4 separate regions of the Mus musculus genome follow, and all the other regions are linked to region 2. A link is a contact called in public Hi-C and Micro-C data. All regions are on one chromosome and are shown on one strand. Each heading gives the region's core, a stretch centred on a gene start, on an enhancer-like site or on the middle of the called end of the contact. The rest is flanking DNA. Distances are from core to core; before and after follow the strand shown.

Region 1 (3,754 bases), core at 359-2,858, 190 kb after region 2:
GCAATACTCTAAAACCACAGCCCTATCTACTTCCTAAACCATTGTAAATTCCTGTATATGGGAGCAACTTGGCTTTTATTCTAAGTAATAGTGTAATACCAGAGGCAATTCTGAATGTCACTGAATAGGCAACATTCTTACTGAATTCCAAGCCCATGGTCAGCTCAAGGACTTTCTAGGATGTTGGAACACTGGTGAAGGCTTAGCTATGTCAGAATTCAATCTTAAAAGGCACTTATAATAAGACAATACTAAAAGAGAGCACGTGGATCCATACACCAGACTAACTCGAGAATAGGGTATGAGTATATGAGTTAATGAGAACGCTAGAACTCCAGGAGGTGAGCTTCCGTGAAACTCTTTGCCTTGTGAGCGCTTCCAGGCCTCTCGGCCTGCCAAGCAGACTTCACGGTAGTGTGTGTGGCACTTGGTTGCCATAGAGAATTTGATAGATTAAGAATTATGATATATGTACTTTTTGGAAGAAAAATGTTACTGGAGGTGGACTTTGAGATTTCAAAAACCCATACCAGACCCAATCTCTCTCCCTCCCCCACCCCCGCTCCTCTCTCCGTGTTTCTGCCTCTCTTGCTCTCTGTCTTTGCCACCATGTATACTCCCGGCAGTGGTAATAATGGACTGAGGCTCTGAAACTGTAAGCAAGCTTCCAATTAAACTTTTATTTTACAAGAATTTCTGTGCTCATGGTATTGGTGTCTCTTCACAGCAGCAGAACAGTTGCTGGAACACCATTTTATGATAAAGTGAAATTTCAAGGTAAACTTATAATCCCAGTGCTTGCAGGAGGATGACAAGTTCATCCTGAGCAACTTAGTGGAACTGTGACTCAAAATAGACAGTAAAGAGGGTGGAGGGTTCCACTTGGTCTGGTTTGTTCCTAGAGTGTGTGAAGCCAAGGCTCCATCCTTGGTTTCCTCTTTGCCACAGGCTTAGTTCCTCCATGCTTTCTTCACTTTTCTCCAAGGTCAGAGGCATTTTGATAGAATATTTTGTAAGATTGCAGCATTTGTGATCTGAGGCCAGAGAAAGAATGTGCTATGTCCTACATGCTCACTGAATTCCATTTTCCTCCTATCCTCTTTGCTTTCACCTTTTAAAACAGCCCCTAGCTTTTGTTTTCTCTTTCTTCTGTCTTGGTGAGAAGCTATCATTGGTGGGAGTAGTTTGTCATGGGCAGTTTTTAAGCATCAGTGTGTTTGAGAATTGTAGAACTGTCACAATCTCTTAAAATGCAGGATGCCACAGTGACCACAGAAGCCCATTTTCCTACAGGAGCAAATTAGTCAGGGTCACATAGCTGGCCAGTAGTAGAACCAGACAAGACCCTGGGGTTCCTGGCTCCTGTTCCAGAGCTCTTAGCAAAGTCAAATAGGCTTTGAACCAGTGTTAACTCTCATTTCATGGACAGATTGTGGGATTTGCAGGTCATTCATTGCTGTTGCTATAAGAACAAGATTGTGGTGAGAAGGTGTCCCTTCCAGATTTCCAGAGAACAGCTCTTCTGGAAATACCAGAGCTGGAGTCTCTTGCTGAACTGTAGCAACCAGTGCCCATGAGACCTGGGGATCCAGATCTAGCCAAAACCAGGGCCAGCTGCTCTAGGGGAAGGAACAAATTGTTCCTTCCTTGTCCATCTGGGGAGTTGGGCATGTCCTGTGGCAAGCCGCAGCTACCACAGCTGCTTTCCTGAGAGGAAGGACACTGTGGGTGCCTTCAAATTCCTGAATCTTTGTTCTCTTTGGCAAGAGGCTGGTTATTTTTCTCAATGATTTTATGGTAGATTAATAACTAAAGGCTATTTTTAAATGTGTTATGGACAAGCATAGATCTCTTTTTTTCAGCAAAAAATAAAACTATAGTTACAAGAACAATAGGCCCAGAGGCATTAAAATTTTACAGGTTGATGAGATAATGTTGAATTCTTTTATAAATATGTTTGAGAAATACACCAAGTTCTGTGGACGAGCATGGAAGACAAGTGTGAGACATGACACCTGACCTCCAGGATCTGACAACGTGATGAGAGTTATTGTTTTACAGTTCTGTGTCAGACATCCAAAATGAACCTTATCCAAGTCAGGGTGCTGTATTTCTTTTGGAACCTTTAGGTGAGAATGCATCCCTTGCTTTTTGTAGCTCCTAAAGTCTACCCACATTCCTCAGCTTAGGGTCCCTTCTATCTCTGAAGAATCAGGAGATGACCACTAAAGTTCTCCTTCCTCTGCCTGGCACCCAGATCCTTTCTGGTTACTTTAAAGACCTTTGTAATCATTCTTGGTTCATGTGTGTCATTCTCTCATCAAGTCTGTTTATCACCTTTTCGAATGGGATCCCCCAAGCACAAGAGTTTCAGAGATTAACATTTAATACTTTCCAAGCTTGTCTTTCTTTTTACTGTGGGGTTTCAGACATCCTCACAGATAGTGATACAAGTTAAGATTAGGGTTGGGTGGGAACACATGAGGAGACCCTAATGCAACGGGGAGGGGATGTGATGATCAGGAATGTTGTCTGGGGAAAGTTGAAGTTTGCATTTGTACTGTGACATGTAAGAGAGTCTGGTCATGTCAGGGAAAGAAGAAAGATTACATGGTAAGGTACACAAGTGAGGTGGAAACATAGGTTCTTGGCAAGAGAATGAAAGGGATAAGCAAGACTGGAGGAGTTATACTTCCAAAAGTACTAGTAGGAAAGAAACAGTTGACATCCTAAAAGGAGCATCAAAATGACCTTTTCACAATGTTGGATAAAGGGCCTTTCACAATCAATGGATTGGTTAGAGAAATTGGTTAGATTATCAAGAACCAGCAGTTCTACTGCCTCTATGTTTTAGAGATTCAGCTATAGAAAAAAATTGAGTGACTAGAGATGTTGAAATCTTTGACTAGATTAGTCCAATATTATAGAAGTCATGGCCTAAAATGTATGTGTGTACCCTCACCACACATACACACACAAAGAGATACCTGAAGAGACTGATTACCACACACATATTCACACACATAGTAACAAACAGAGAAGTCAGTAAGAGAAAATCTGTGGAATGCAGACAAAGAAAAAAGTTTTCTTCCCACTTCTCCATGAGCTGTCTGATTGGCCAACCCAACTAGGAATCAGGATCAGCTAAACCTAGTGGGCATAGTCTGTGAAAGTGAGCCTTCTGTGGCTCAGGAGACAGCAGATCTGCATAGAAAATTTCAGGGCTCAAACAGGAATACCTGCCATGTTGTCATTAAGAATGAAAATTTTGATATTCATGAATGAGGGAGAGGGCATGGTATTTAGTTTTTCTACGTCAGGGTTACCTAACTCAGTATAATTTTTTTTTTTGGGGGGGGAGGGGGTTGTTGTTGTTGGTGCCTTGTTTTGTTTTGTTTTGTTTTTTTTTAGACAGGAATTTATAGCTGACTAGTATCCCATGGTGTGTATATACCCCGTTTTTATCATCCATTCATTGGTTGAAGGTTACTTAAATACTTTTTATTCTCTAGCTATTATAAACAGAGGACCCATGAACATGAGTGAACAAGTATCTTTGGAGTAGGTTTTCTAGTCGTTTGGGCATATGTCAGAGTGGTATAAATGGGGCATACAGTAGATCTAATTTTAGATCTGTAAGTAATCTCACTGATTTTCATAGTGGCCTCACCAGTTTGCAGTCCCACCAACTGTCAATGAGGCTTCCCATTTCCTGAGATCATTGCTGGAACTTGTTAGATGTTTCTTTGATCGT
Region 2 (3,912 bases), core at 1,135-3,634:
CTCACGACAACAGTCCACATTCTTTGTGGTCCCTGTCGTTTGCCTTTCCACTACCTAGTCTGTTGAAGGGTTGTAGGCCATAGGCAATGAGACCTCTGCCTTGTTTCCTGTTTACTGGTAACTCACAACAGATAACTGCTGTGGGCAAACTGAGCAGAGATGAAGGCCAGCAGGAAGCGTGGTGCTGAGAAAGGATCCAAGCCCATGAGTCATCCCTAACAGGGCTGTGGAGCCAGACATGCGCAGAGTGTTAGCACAAGGTACACATGCTCATTCCCAGAAGGAGAGAATGGAGACAAGCCATGGATGGATGCCTCTCCTGGATGTCAGTACAGCGAGGGGAAGAGAAAGAGGCGCAGCACAGATATTAGAAGGCGATCGATTTGGTATTAGACATTAAGAGATGAGGGTGTCATCTCTGGATAACAGTAATGTATGAAGGACATGTGCACCAAAGATGAAGGAACATGAACAGAGAGAGCTTTTCGTCCTAGTGGGCTAAGCATTATTTAAGACTTAAAACTTCCTAGCTCCTTTCTCAGCCTTACACTGGTGAATGATAATGCTAGAAAGCAGAAGGAAGAAGCTAGACTCCTTCAAGTCCCAGACAGGCCATGGGTTGGCAGTCATGAACTGAGTAGCCCTAAGGGACGTTAAATGGGTTGGGGTAGAACCAGAATCTCTAGTGATAGAGAGCAAAGCAGCCCCTCTCAATAGCCTCGCAATTAGGAGTAGTGGCAATACAGGAGCAGTGTGATCGTGGGCCTCAGTTTCTCTGTCTGTAAAATAGAGATAATGTGGCCCTTGTCTCAGGCTTGTTATGAAGATTATGTGAAACTGTTTGCTAAGGCCATAGAGCCAGGCCTGACACAGCAGATGTCCAAGGTGAGTGTCATGCCTCTTAAGGAAGTCAGAGTAAAGAGAAGGGGAGAGAGGACCAAATTATCCTCACGCCTGCAAGGTCCCAATGAAGACAGGAGGGCCAGGGCGAGAGAACCCACAGAGACACAGCTCAAACCAGGAGGAGCAGAATGGTGGAACCACTGCTTCCTGGGTCTATCCGTGGCTGTGCCCTCTTGGCTGAATGGCCCTGGAAAGCCTTTATCTCTGAGCCTTTTGCCCCCCCCCTTTTTTTTTTAAATCCATAAGTGGAGTAATTTACAGGAGGACGTTTACAGATGGTGCGTGAGTACCCTGTAAAGACTCTGGACAACTTCCGTCTAGAGCGCTGTGCGAGAGAAGCAACGCTTCGCCGCCAAACCTAGCAACGTCCTGAACCGCGGGGCGGTGGGCGGGGAAGACACTGGGAATCTGGGGACAGATAAAGGAAACTCGTGATGGGGCGAGGCTGGGCTGAAGAGAAACAGATTGGGGTAGAGCTGCGCAGGGAGGGGTCTGGTGAAAGGGGGAGAGAGAGGGTGGGGATCAGAGAGTTGGGAGGCCACAGCCAAAAAAAAAAGCATATTTGGGGGGCAGGGACTGGGTGAGGAGAGGTATCGAATCGGAATGGGAAGGAATTTGGGGGAAGGACTAATTCCTGAAGACAATAGGAAAGAGGAAAAAGGAAGTACGGGTGCAGAAGAAGAGGGAGTCAAGCCCCTAAGGGTCCAGAGAAGTGTGGGGTCCCACGAAAGAGAAATGAAGCAGCTGGAGCAAACACCAGAGATTGAGGTCTGCGAGAGGAGAGTCTGGGGCCTGCAGGAGAGCGCGGCAGCTCCGAGCACCGGTCCAAACTCTGAAGACTGGTGGCCTTTGCCTGACCTCGAAGGTCGGGAATTGACGCGGGTCTTTGTGGAAAGCAGCATTCTACCAAGAGAAGGGGGCTGTGAAGGACTGGCCCCTGCGCCTGGCTTCCGGGACTCAGGGATGAAACTTGTGGGCGCGCGGGGGGGGGGGGGTGAGAGGGTGCTAACCGCCCGCTAGGAGGGTAGGGTGGCAAAGAGAGGGTGCCACTGCCCGGAGCCAGGGCGCAGCCTGCGGCAGCAGCCCCCCACCCCCACCCCCGCTCCGAGCCAGCCGCCGCGGCTGCCACTCCCCCGGGTCCCTGGAGAAGTTCGAGCAGCTGGTGGGGACTGACGGTCCCCGGCGCAGGCGGCTGCCTGCGGGCTCTGGCTCCCCAACCCTGGGACAGAGGCGCTCGCCTCTGGCTCGCCCAGTCGGCGCTCCGGACCCCGTGGGGCTCTTCCAGCTCTCACCTTGCCACCACCACAGCCCACCGCTGCCCCCCACCCCACACCTCCTGCCCGCACTACCCGCCTCCCTCCCTATCCCCGCAGCGCTGCTCTCCCCTCCTCTCCCCACCTCCCGGCGAGGGGCGGGAGGGGGCGTGGCAGGGCCTGGATTTGTGTAGCTGCTACCCGGCTCCCCGCACTCGTAGTCTGCAGGAGGAGCGCGGCCCCCGCCGCTGTCCAGCCGCTCCGTGCCTTTCGCGCCCGGCGCAGCCGCTGCTGTCGCCGCCGCCTCTCCGAGTAACTTAGCCACTCGCTCGCCATGGACACTCCTAGGGTCCTTCTCTGGGCGATCTTCCTCATTAGCTTCCTCTGGGATTTGCCGGGTTTCCAGCAGGCTTCCATCTCCTCGTCCTCCTCCTCCTCCACCGAATTGGACTCCACCAAAGACGTGGGGAACCGCAAAGAAGGGAAGATGCAGCGAACTCCACAAGAGAGTGCCGAGGGCCGGACGCCCCCGGAGCACGGGCTGCGGCAGAAGGACCTCCGGCGGCGGCCGCCCGGACAACATCAGGGGCAGGAGCCGCCGGGCAGGGGGCTGCGCGTGGTGCCTCACGAGTACATGCTGTCAATCTACAAGACTTACTCCATTGCCGAGAAGCTGGGCATCAATGCCAGCTTTTTCCAGTCTTCCAAGTCAGCTAATACGATCACTAGCTTTGTAGACAGAGGACTGGGTAAGTGGCAAAGAAAGCGCCCGACTCCTCTCCAGTTGGAGCTCCTCAGCCAGAGCTCTACCCAGGCTCTGGCAAGAGGCTGCTTTTGTGAATTCCCTTCGCATTTTGGACACCTCCCCCCTATTTTACTTTTCTCAAGCCCCCAATTCTGAGTGCAGCTGCAGCTTTTTGCTCCAGTCTGCAATTCTCCCCTACTTTCTTACTTTTTTTCTCTCCTTTTCCTTCCTGTTTTCTATTTTGCCGAAAGCATCGCGGCGGTCAATGGTCTGGTAGCTAGCAGAGGAAGCATAGAGGAAAAGAAGTGATGAGCAAATGAAGGGAAAGGGAGAAGGGTCAGAGAAAGGACTGAGAGACCCTGGCTCCAAAGCTTGTGAGGGTCGCGGGCCCTAGAGCATTCATGAGAGCTTTAGAGAGCCTCCTGTCTCTCAAGGAAAAGCCAGCACAAGGTAGTCAATCCGTCTAGGATCGGTGTCAGGCAGTGCCTAGATCCAGCAGCCCTGTGGGTTCACCCGATGTCCTGCGTAGGGTGTGGGGAAATATCAGCCAGGTGGGCACCCAGTGCCTTGTGGCACCGTTTTTATTTTTCCTCGTCTCACACATGATAGTTTTCAAGCCACCATCTTCGGGGTGGGCTGAAACTGGGACTGATAAAAGCGTGGAGTTGTTGGTGCTTACTGTACTACAGGACGGTACTCATCTACCTTTCTCAGCCAGGCAACCCTTCTATCGATGATCATCTCGGGACCCTACCCTCATCCCCTGTGCCAGACAGGATGCATTCCCGTCTATAGGATTCTGAGCTTCCTCCTCTTGCTATTATCGCTGATCCACAGCATAGCATGGGCAATGAAATCATAGCATCTCAGAGAAATCTTCAGAGATTGGGGAAAGTTCCACTGGCTCCTAGAGAGGAAAAGTAATTCCGAAAAAGCAAGAAAGGAGGAGAGAAATAGCAAAGGGCTGAGAGGAAGGTACAGAGAAGGTAAGAGGTACGTCCCATACTCCCA
Region 3 (3,797 bases), core at 365-2,864, 230 kb before region 2:
GGACGTCAACAGAGGCTATTGCTTTGGGCACAGATGGGAAGAGGACAGGGGATGCTTAGCTCTTCATTCCTGGTGGAATCGTGCATGGGGCAGACAGCAAACAGGCTGTGTACAGTCTGCGCCTGTTCCTACTTTGGATATAATAAGGCAAGAGTGCTGGAGTTAAAGTCAGGACGCATTTGGCTTCTGTCGTTCCCAACTGCATGGTCATGGGCAACGGACAACAATAACCTGTGCCTTGGAATTTTTATTAAAATAACCCTAGACACATCTTCACTACAAGAGTATTTATTATAATCCCAGAAGAGAACAAACGGCAGCTCGTTTTATAAATGATGTGAACAATGGGGTGAGACATGAGTGGTAACTGAAAAGATACCTGCAGACCAAGCAGCCCTGCAGAGTGTTCAGTGACACTTACCTGCCCCCTCAGGGGCCTGCTCCTCCAGCTCAGCGTGAGTCTCTGCCTCCTCCTCCGGTGGAAATGTCCTCTCAGAAGGAGATCTTTCTTTAAGGCCTGCATTTTTTATTCACAGTGTTAACTAAGACTTCTTTAAAAATCACCTTTATACTTTAAATCAGAAAAAGTAACTTTCAAACATGTGATTGGTGGGACAGGACGCTCGGGCTTCCCAGTACTGTGTTTAAGACCGAGGAAAGGGTCTTTCATCTCATGAGGGTCTTCCGTGTACTTAAAACTTTTTAAAAGGGATTGATAAATATTCACAACATAGACTAACCATGTCTAGCCTTGCCAAAAGAAGATGCGTGGGAGTCCAGACTCCTGTCTTGTTTAAGGACCTTGTAAGCCAGAGCTCAGTGCCCAGCAGAAGGGACCATATGACACTCATAAGCTGGGCTGTGCACACTCCAGACCTGAGTTCACTTTTCATGTGTAATGTTTGATTAGGGAATACCAGAGTTTTCAATAAATCATATGTAACGCAGTACAAGTTTCACAAAGTACCACCTGTAAGCAACCATATTATTTTTCTAGAGCTAAAAGGTATCCAAAAAAATCTGTTTAAAAGTAAGGAAAGCTGAGCTGGGGGAGGGGCATACCTGAAATCCCAGCACGAGGGAGGCAGAGGCAGGTGGATTTCTATGAGTTTAAGGCTAGCCTGGGCTACAGAGCAATCCCTGGACAGGAAGGGCTACACAGAGAAGCCCGCCTCAAAAACAAAACAAAACAAACGGTAATAAAAAATAAGGCAGGAAGCAAGTTAACATGAGCCACATAAACACTAAGGTAGTGCTGTGATGTGTTGCATGTGGAAGGGAACATTAGATAAATCCTTAATACAGCTGTTCAGGAAACCAAGGCAGGACTAAGAGTCCAATTCTGTTTGCTGAGTCTGAGCTTCTTTGCCCTCACTGAGAGCTGGACGAGGGTGGCATCTGGGAAGATGGGCACAGTGGCCCTTGGAGAAAAGGTCAAGCCAGCTCTCACATTCTGTAGACTGTAGGTACCACTGTACAGTTAATGCCCACACTCCCCTTATGTCAACTCAAGCATTTTACTTTATTCTTTGTCTGGTCTCTTATTCTTGTTTCTGCCAGAGGTTACTTCTGTACTCTTACAGAGACTGCAAAAGCAACAGGCTGGCTTGGCAATCTTCTATTTCCTCAATTTCAACACTCCCTGTACACACCACCACCACACACCGCTTTGTTCTACACATCAGTGTAATCTAACTATAAAAGAGATTTCAAACTAGTTCACTTGCTCAGAGTGTGAGTAGGGTTGGAAATCCTTACAGTGCCTCACATCTACTTGAAATACAGCATGAAAACGACAAAGCTCTTTCTCACTGATGTAGCCCGCCCTTTTACCTCTTGACTGGCAGTAGGTGAGTTGTGCTCAGTCAATCAGGAGAGGCTTAGGATTCCATGGACTCATGTGCTTTGTCTCTGCATTCAGTATGTCAGTCGACAGTTGGCCAAAGCAATTGCTACAGAAATGCCTACTTCAGGGCGAGGGCATGCAGTGGGGCCCACTCTGCCAGTCCACTACAAAGAGGCTCACTGCAGGGTCAAAGAGCCTTAGATATGCCTGGTTGGCACAGGGATGTCAGTGGAGAAACAAGGACTGCAACAATCTTGCTCTTACAGTTTACAAGGGATTCCTAAGAAGAATGCAACAATCCTGCTGCTACTGTTTTCAAGAGATTTGACTGTATCCACGATTTCTCTATAATGTGTCTAGTTTTCCCCAGGTGGTATCAGTATGTGCCTGATGTCAAGCAACAGTAACTATATTCTCAGAAGTGTCTCAGTGTGAATGGAAGGCTACAACATCACCCTTCACTAACATACACTCAACTGGCTTTCAAACTGGTCTGCATTTAAAGTGTTTTCAACAATAGTCCCATCCAATGGCAGATGCAAGTGCCAGAAACTCCATTCTTACCAAACCTAGAAAAGTCCATTTCATTTGAAAAAGGAAGAAATGATGTATTTAAAAGGTACCAGTCTAAGTCTTCAGACACAATACACAAAGAGCTAGCTTTCTGTAACTCAACTGGGAGTCATTTACCTTTACAATCCAAAGGATAAAAAGAATGGAAAAATGTATGAAAAGAAAATGCTAACCAGCTTCATTTCCACCCAAACCATCAGTCAAATGACATACTTTCAAACAGCTATTCAGTGCTATATCCAGAGGGGACATTTGCACAAATAAATTTTATTATAAATTTCAAAGCAGTGAAAACCATATTTATGCATCTCCTTTACTGGGCCCCTACAAACTTTTAACAAAGGAAGCCACACTGAAATAGCTTTAATAACCCTCGGAGAAGCCCTGGCCATCCCTGTACAGTAGTAACTCCTGTTATACAAAACCGACATAAATAACACATGTGACCAATTCAGACTAAGAGGAAAGAGGTTTTTTGTTGTTTGTTTGTGTTAAAGCTTGATTCATTTATTGAGAAGTACACATGACAAAGGGTTAGGGCTGGAACTTGAAATGAATATTTAAAGTTACATTATAAAATGTAATCCATTTGTGGTCTAGTCCCTGTGGATGCATACAATGAAATCAAAGGGTACCAGTTTAAGTTTTCAGACACAATACACAAAGAGGCAGCTTTCTGTAACACAACTGGGAATCATTTATCATTATAATCCAAAGAATAAAAAACATGGAAAATATCACAAAAGACAATACTGCACAGCTTCATTTCCACCCAAACTATCAGTCAAATGACACACTTACAGACAGCTGCTCAGCGCTACGTCCAGGCTATATCCAGATTCACACTAGCTTGAGTTTTTTTTTTTCTCTCTCTCTCTGTCTCTCTCTCTGTCTCTCTCTCTGTGTGTGTGTGTGTGTGTGTGTGTGTGTGTGTGTGTGTGTGTGTGTCTCTGTCTGTCTGTCTCTCTCTCTGTCTGTCTCTGTCTCTCTGTCTTTGTCTCTCTTTCTACCATCTAACTTAATTGGTAGAGCAGTTGCAAGCTGGCTTGCTCTCAGCCCCTACAGCCTCAGACAACGACTCAGCTCCCAGAGGCAAAGGCAAGCCTCTTCCAGATGAGCTATTCAGAAGCAAAGGGGCCACTGCCTGGCTGCCCCAGACTTCTGAGGGACTCTTCCTGCCATGTTGCACTCCACTGCAGCTGCTTACTGACACTGCTGAGGTTCAAATGTCATCAGGCAATGACAATAGTGGGATCAAATGTAAAACTTTTTCTTACAACATCTTGGTTTTTGTTCTGTAGATTCATTACAGAAGTTAGAAGGCTTTTTAAAATTTACATTTATAAATATCTGTTTCTTTCATTTTAATTAAAAATGC
Region 4 (3,955 bases), core at 1,358-3,857, 180 kb before region 2:
TTAAGAACCAACAATTCAAACAGTGCAGTGTAATGATGAGCAACAGAAAACCTGGCTTTTAGTTGATGCTCTTCTGTCCTACCTGGGTTTTCACAGGCTGAGCAAGACCTTTAAGCATTAATTTTCTCACCTTATTTAACTAGAAGACACTAAATGCCACAGCAATGTAACTGCAGCTACGGACTCCCCAGCAGTTAGAGTTGGTTTGCATGTCCATGTCCCTACCTCAGTGACCACATAAAGTTAACTTTGTTTTCAGTACCCTGTTTATCTTTCAGGTGTACCCTGCTGTAAGAAAGCAATAAACAGAACCACGCTTTCCCATTATAATGGTAACTGTTTAGCACAAAGGGAAGAAGAGTTTTAGTTTCCACCTGGGGTGCCTTCTCTTTCACCCAATCAGAACTCAGTAGTTACTGAAATAGTTATTTAAAATAATGGCCTAGGAAGAATCATGCGCTCTGTGTAATTTAGGCTCGAGTTTGGGGGGAGGGGTTAGAACACAGGTGTTTCATTCATTATGAATGAAATTGTGCTTCATTATAGTTATGTCACTCTAAAGTGTGGGCAAATGATAGACTAAGGGACTATACATCCTAATGATAGAATAAGGGACTATATATACATCCTAAGAATAAGGTACTATACATCCTGGGGTTTCCCAGCCCTACCAGCTGACTGTAACACTGGTACTTATCAGGGGACGGTGCACACTCTCTGTACTGGCAGGCCTCATAAGAGACTTCCCTGGATGCAATCAGGGTGTAAAGGATAGAGATGAAAGTCTAGGATGTAGCTCAGCGGCTAAAGCACTTCCCCAGCACACACAAAGCTCCCAGGACAGCAGCAGACGCATTTCACCAGGCAATCGCTACAGAACACATTAAAATCTTGCTCATTAGCTTTCTCCTCAACATTCAGTAGGCTCTTCTCATTCACATACTTCAAATCTATGCTCCAACCACAAAGCAATGGCGCTGCCGATGTCAGATTAGCTGACTTAGGAGCCAGAGAGCCTGAATGTCATTTTTACCGGTATTGAGGTGAATTAATTACTACAGTGGCCTTGGACCTCAAACTGTGTACATAGAGTCCTTTCCATTAAGAATACAAACAGCTCTCAGAATGTTAATGTGTACAATGGATTTAACTGCCTAACTTTCCCCATTTACATTTATTCATTCATTTTCTAATCAAATATTTATTGCACAGCTATTAAGGAAACGAACTATTCTAGTTGATAATGGGGAATAGAAGAGAGTGAAACAAAGACAATACATGAAGACAGAATATACATGAAGACAGCAAGTGCTATGAAGAAAAACCATAGTTGGCTCATCTATCGTCCTGACATATACTAATAAAACCATAATCATCCAATCTATATATGACATATAATAATGAGCTGCCCATAGACCAAAGCATAGAATCTAAATCATTTCCAGTGATATTGAGAGCTCACATTCAATACACATGTGTGTTCCAGTTCCAATATTCTAAATATGAGTCAAAGGAAATATAAGAGAAACCGAGAACCGGTGAAATCTGACACGAAACAGATTTAAAACATCTGTTCTCCACTCTGCTGGCTAAGCACATGGAGAAGAAAGGTGAATAACCAGTAGGGTTTTTTGTTTGTGGGTTTTGGGTTTTTTGTTTGGTTGGGTTTTTTTTTTGGGGGGGGGGGGGTTATGATTTTATTTTATTTTATTGAGAAAAGAAAAAGGAGGCACAGAGAAAATCCCTATAGTACTTTATGATGTCCCTTTGTATTTTAAAAGGCAAACGCAATACATATTAAGAAAACTAAACAAAACTCCTTAAAATAATTTGCAAGAACGAAGCATCAAGTCTCATCCCGGCCCTTGAATACACTCCTCCAAGCCGCTCCTCAACGCTGCTGGCCAGGCTGAAACTTACTTTCTCTGACTTTGGCTCAGGGTCAAGCGCCCCGAAAACTGCAAAAAGATAAAGGGCCCTCTACACCCAGCTTCCATCAGGAAAGGCAAGAAAGGGCCGGCCAATGCTCGGGCAGGCTGGTGCTAGGGGTCCCCCTCCGGCCGACTCTGCTCCTCCGCCTCCCCGCCCGGTGAGCGCGGCCTCGCCCCGCGCACACAGGAGCCTCGCTAAGGATGGAGAGGAGCGGCGGACGTAGGATCAGACCAGACCTGCAGCGCCCACCCGGCTCCCGCCCGCAGCCAGGGCCTGGCCTGCGGGGACTCTGACCTCTCCGAGCCCCGGGGCTACTGCTGCTACCGCTGCTACCCGTGCTCGGGCTACCGCTGCCCGAGCCGCTGCCGCTGCCGCTGCTGCTGCTGTTGCCGCCGCCGCCCTTGGCGTTCTTGCGCGGGGCCATCGCGAGCTGCTCCGGGGACTGCAGAGAACCGGGGCCTTGCTGAGTGCACTAGGGACACCGGGGCTTCGAGACTCCTGTAGCAGCGCCTTAGCGTCCACTGCGCTCGCTGCGCCTCGGACGACTTGCACCAGCGTGCAGCCGCGCGGTTAGCCTCGCGTGCGCCCAGCCTGCGACTCCTTAGGCTGCCAAGAGCGCTCAGCTCCCCCCGGCCTCGGCCCCGCCCACGCCAGCCTCTGCCCACCCACCAGATCTGAAAGACGCCAACACGAGCCAATCCCGAGGACCGCTGGCAGGGGGCGGGGCAGGCTACGCGCGCCTGCCCTCCTCAGGCCAAAGCTTGTCTTTTGCTGCGCAGTGACTGCAAAGCCCCAGCGGCTTGTGGCTTTCTAGTCTGCCTGGATCCTCTGGAACGTGGCAAACGTGGAAGCCGGCAGGACTCTCGCGAGCGTTGGTGTTCTGGCTCCAACGGGATGGGGCGGGTATGAGGGCGGTGCCCGAGAGCTGCGCACCACCTCTTGGCTTCTTGGGAATTTGGTTCCGGTGCCTAAGTACGACCAAGGGTGCAAGCCCTCTCTTTGAAAAGGATTTGCCACAGTTCCGCCAGTACACTGTGATTGTTGAGCCTTCCAGTGTCAAAAATAAGGATTTGTGCCATCAGTAGTTTTGGAGAACCTTTAGTTAAGACATTAAAATGTTAACATGACTCAAAAACCCTATTTTCTTAACCATGCACAACACTCTCATCACACTAATACCTAGAATTTCTTCATGTCCCCAGCCATTGATCTCCTATGCTTATGCAGTGTACTGCGTCGGGATTGAGAACTGAATATTCAAAAGAAAAATGGCAACAGCTGGATGAACCAGCCAAGGTCCAGCAGAGACCATGATCATTTGTTACCAATTGCCCACATGGTGTCTGTGGGTAACAAAAAAACATGAAGTATGTGGTGATTTAATACATTGCTGTCAATGTCGAGATCTTCCAGGAGTTCTTGGAAGCAGCCCCTTGTAGAAGACCCAGAGTGAGCCACTGCTGTGGGACGACCCCTTCTGAGACTGCAGTTTCCTCAACCACCACTGACCATCATTAGGGTCCACTGGCCTCTGCCTTGTCAGCTGTGAATACTGGGTACCGCCCGGGGAAAAAAGTGGAACCCAAGAGCCTCACAGAACAGGGAAAAAGAGGGCATCGTTTTCACACAGCCATGAAGGTGGGTGCTGCCGTCCATTCTTACTGCATTTCTTTATCTCTGAGCCTCCTCGGCACCCAGGAGTCCTCTCTTTTGAACACAACTTCTTGCCCACAAAGGACATTCTTTCAGCAGGAAACAATGATGGGAATGGGGGGAGGCAGAGAGGCAAATCTGATCCATATCACTTAATGGAAGGTGCTGATATCTAAACTACAATAGATAAATAACTCTCCATCCCCAAGATAAAAAATTTTAATTACTCACAAAACACTATTATAGAGTTGATGCTTTAAAGGTTCAATCTTAACTAGCTTCCACAAATGTTTTAATCCCTTGTGCTGGCTGATTTTGTGTGTCAACGTGGCACAAGCTGGAGTCATCACAGAGAAAGGAGCTTCAGTTG

What was found. A called contact is a pair of places that touch in the nucleus more often than the background predicts.
Region 1: a Micro-C map of trophoblast stem cells shows a contact between it and region 2, with 2.3 times the contacts expected there. The contact joins the enhancer-like site here to the promoter of Gdf6 in region 2. A contact is called at or near these places in 2 of 39 promoter capture datasets (liver and stem cell-derived epiblast-like cells) and 2 of 484 Hi-C or Micro-C datasets (myocytes and trophoblast stem cells).
Region 3: a Hi-C map of bone marrow-derived macrophages shows a contact between it and region 2, with 3 times the contacts expected there. The contact joins the enhancer-like site here to the promoter of Gdf6 in region 2. A contact is called at or near these places in 4 of 39 promoter capture datasets (the HPC-7 cell line, embryonic stem cells, liver and 1 more), 18 of 484 Hi-C or Micro-C datasets (the G1E-ER4 cell line, the HL-1 cell line, bone marrow-derived macrophages and 7 more), 2 of 115 datasets of contacts at active chromatin or transcription factors (embryonic stem cells and pancreatic cancer cells) and 1 of 9 other capture datasets (embryonic stem cells).
Region 4: a contact with region 2 is called in a Micro-C map of embryonic stem cells, with 4 times the contacts expected there. The contact joins the promoter of Asph here to the promoter of Gdf6 in region 2. A contact is called at or near these places in 11 of 484 Hi-C or Micro-C datasets (LSK cells, embryonic stem cells, forebrain and 4 more), 1 of 115 datasets of contacts at active chromatin or transcription factors (pancreatic cancer cells) and 1 of 9 other capture datasets (pancreatic islet).

What each region holds. Positions count from the first base shown.
Region 1 is chr4:10,033,908-10,037,661 of GRCm38.p6, forward strand. No RefSeq gene overlaps it. Among named protein-coding and RNA genes, the nearest start is that of Gm35008, 110 kb to the right of the region's middle. Within about 2 kb of position 1,609, at least 15 of the 459 cell types and tissues checked have an H3K27ac peak or open chromatin away from gene starts, as enhancers often do. A contact at or near this core is called in myocytes and trophoblast stem cells, where this site is marked.
Region 2 is chr4:9,841,988-9,845,899 of GRCm38.p6, forward strand. Gdf6 (growth differentiation factor 6) reads left to right here and starts at 2,385. Exons shown (of 2, transcript NM_013526.1): 1 at 2,385-2,905. The coding sequence starts at 2,491.
Region 3 is chr4:9,610,422-9,614,218 of GRCm38.p6, forward strand. Asph (aspartate-beta-hydroxylase) reads right to left here. Exons shown (of 24, transcript NM_023066.3): 4 at 422-517. Among named protein-coding and RNA genes, the nearest start is that of Asph, 57 kb to the right of the region's middle. Within about 2 kb of position 1,615, at least 13 of the 459 cell types and tissues checked have an H3K27ac peak or open chromatin away from gene starts, as enhancers often do. A contact at or near this core is called in bone marrow-derived macrophages, where this site is marked.
Region 4 is chr4:9,666,555-9,670,509 of GRCm38.p6, forward strand. It overlaps Asph (aspartate-beta-hydroxylase), which reads right to left and starts at 2,608. Exons shown (of 24, transcript NM_023066.3): 1 at 2,227-2,608. The coding sequence starts at 2,356.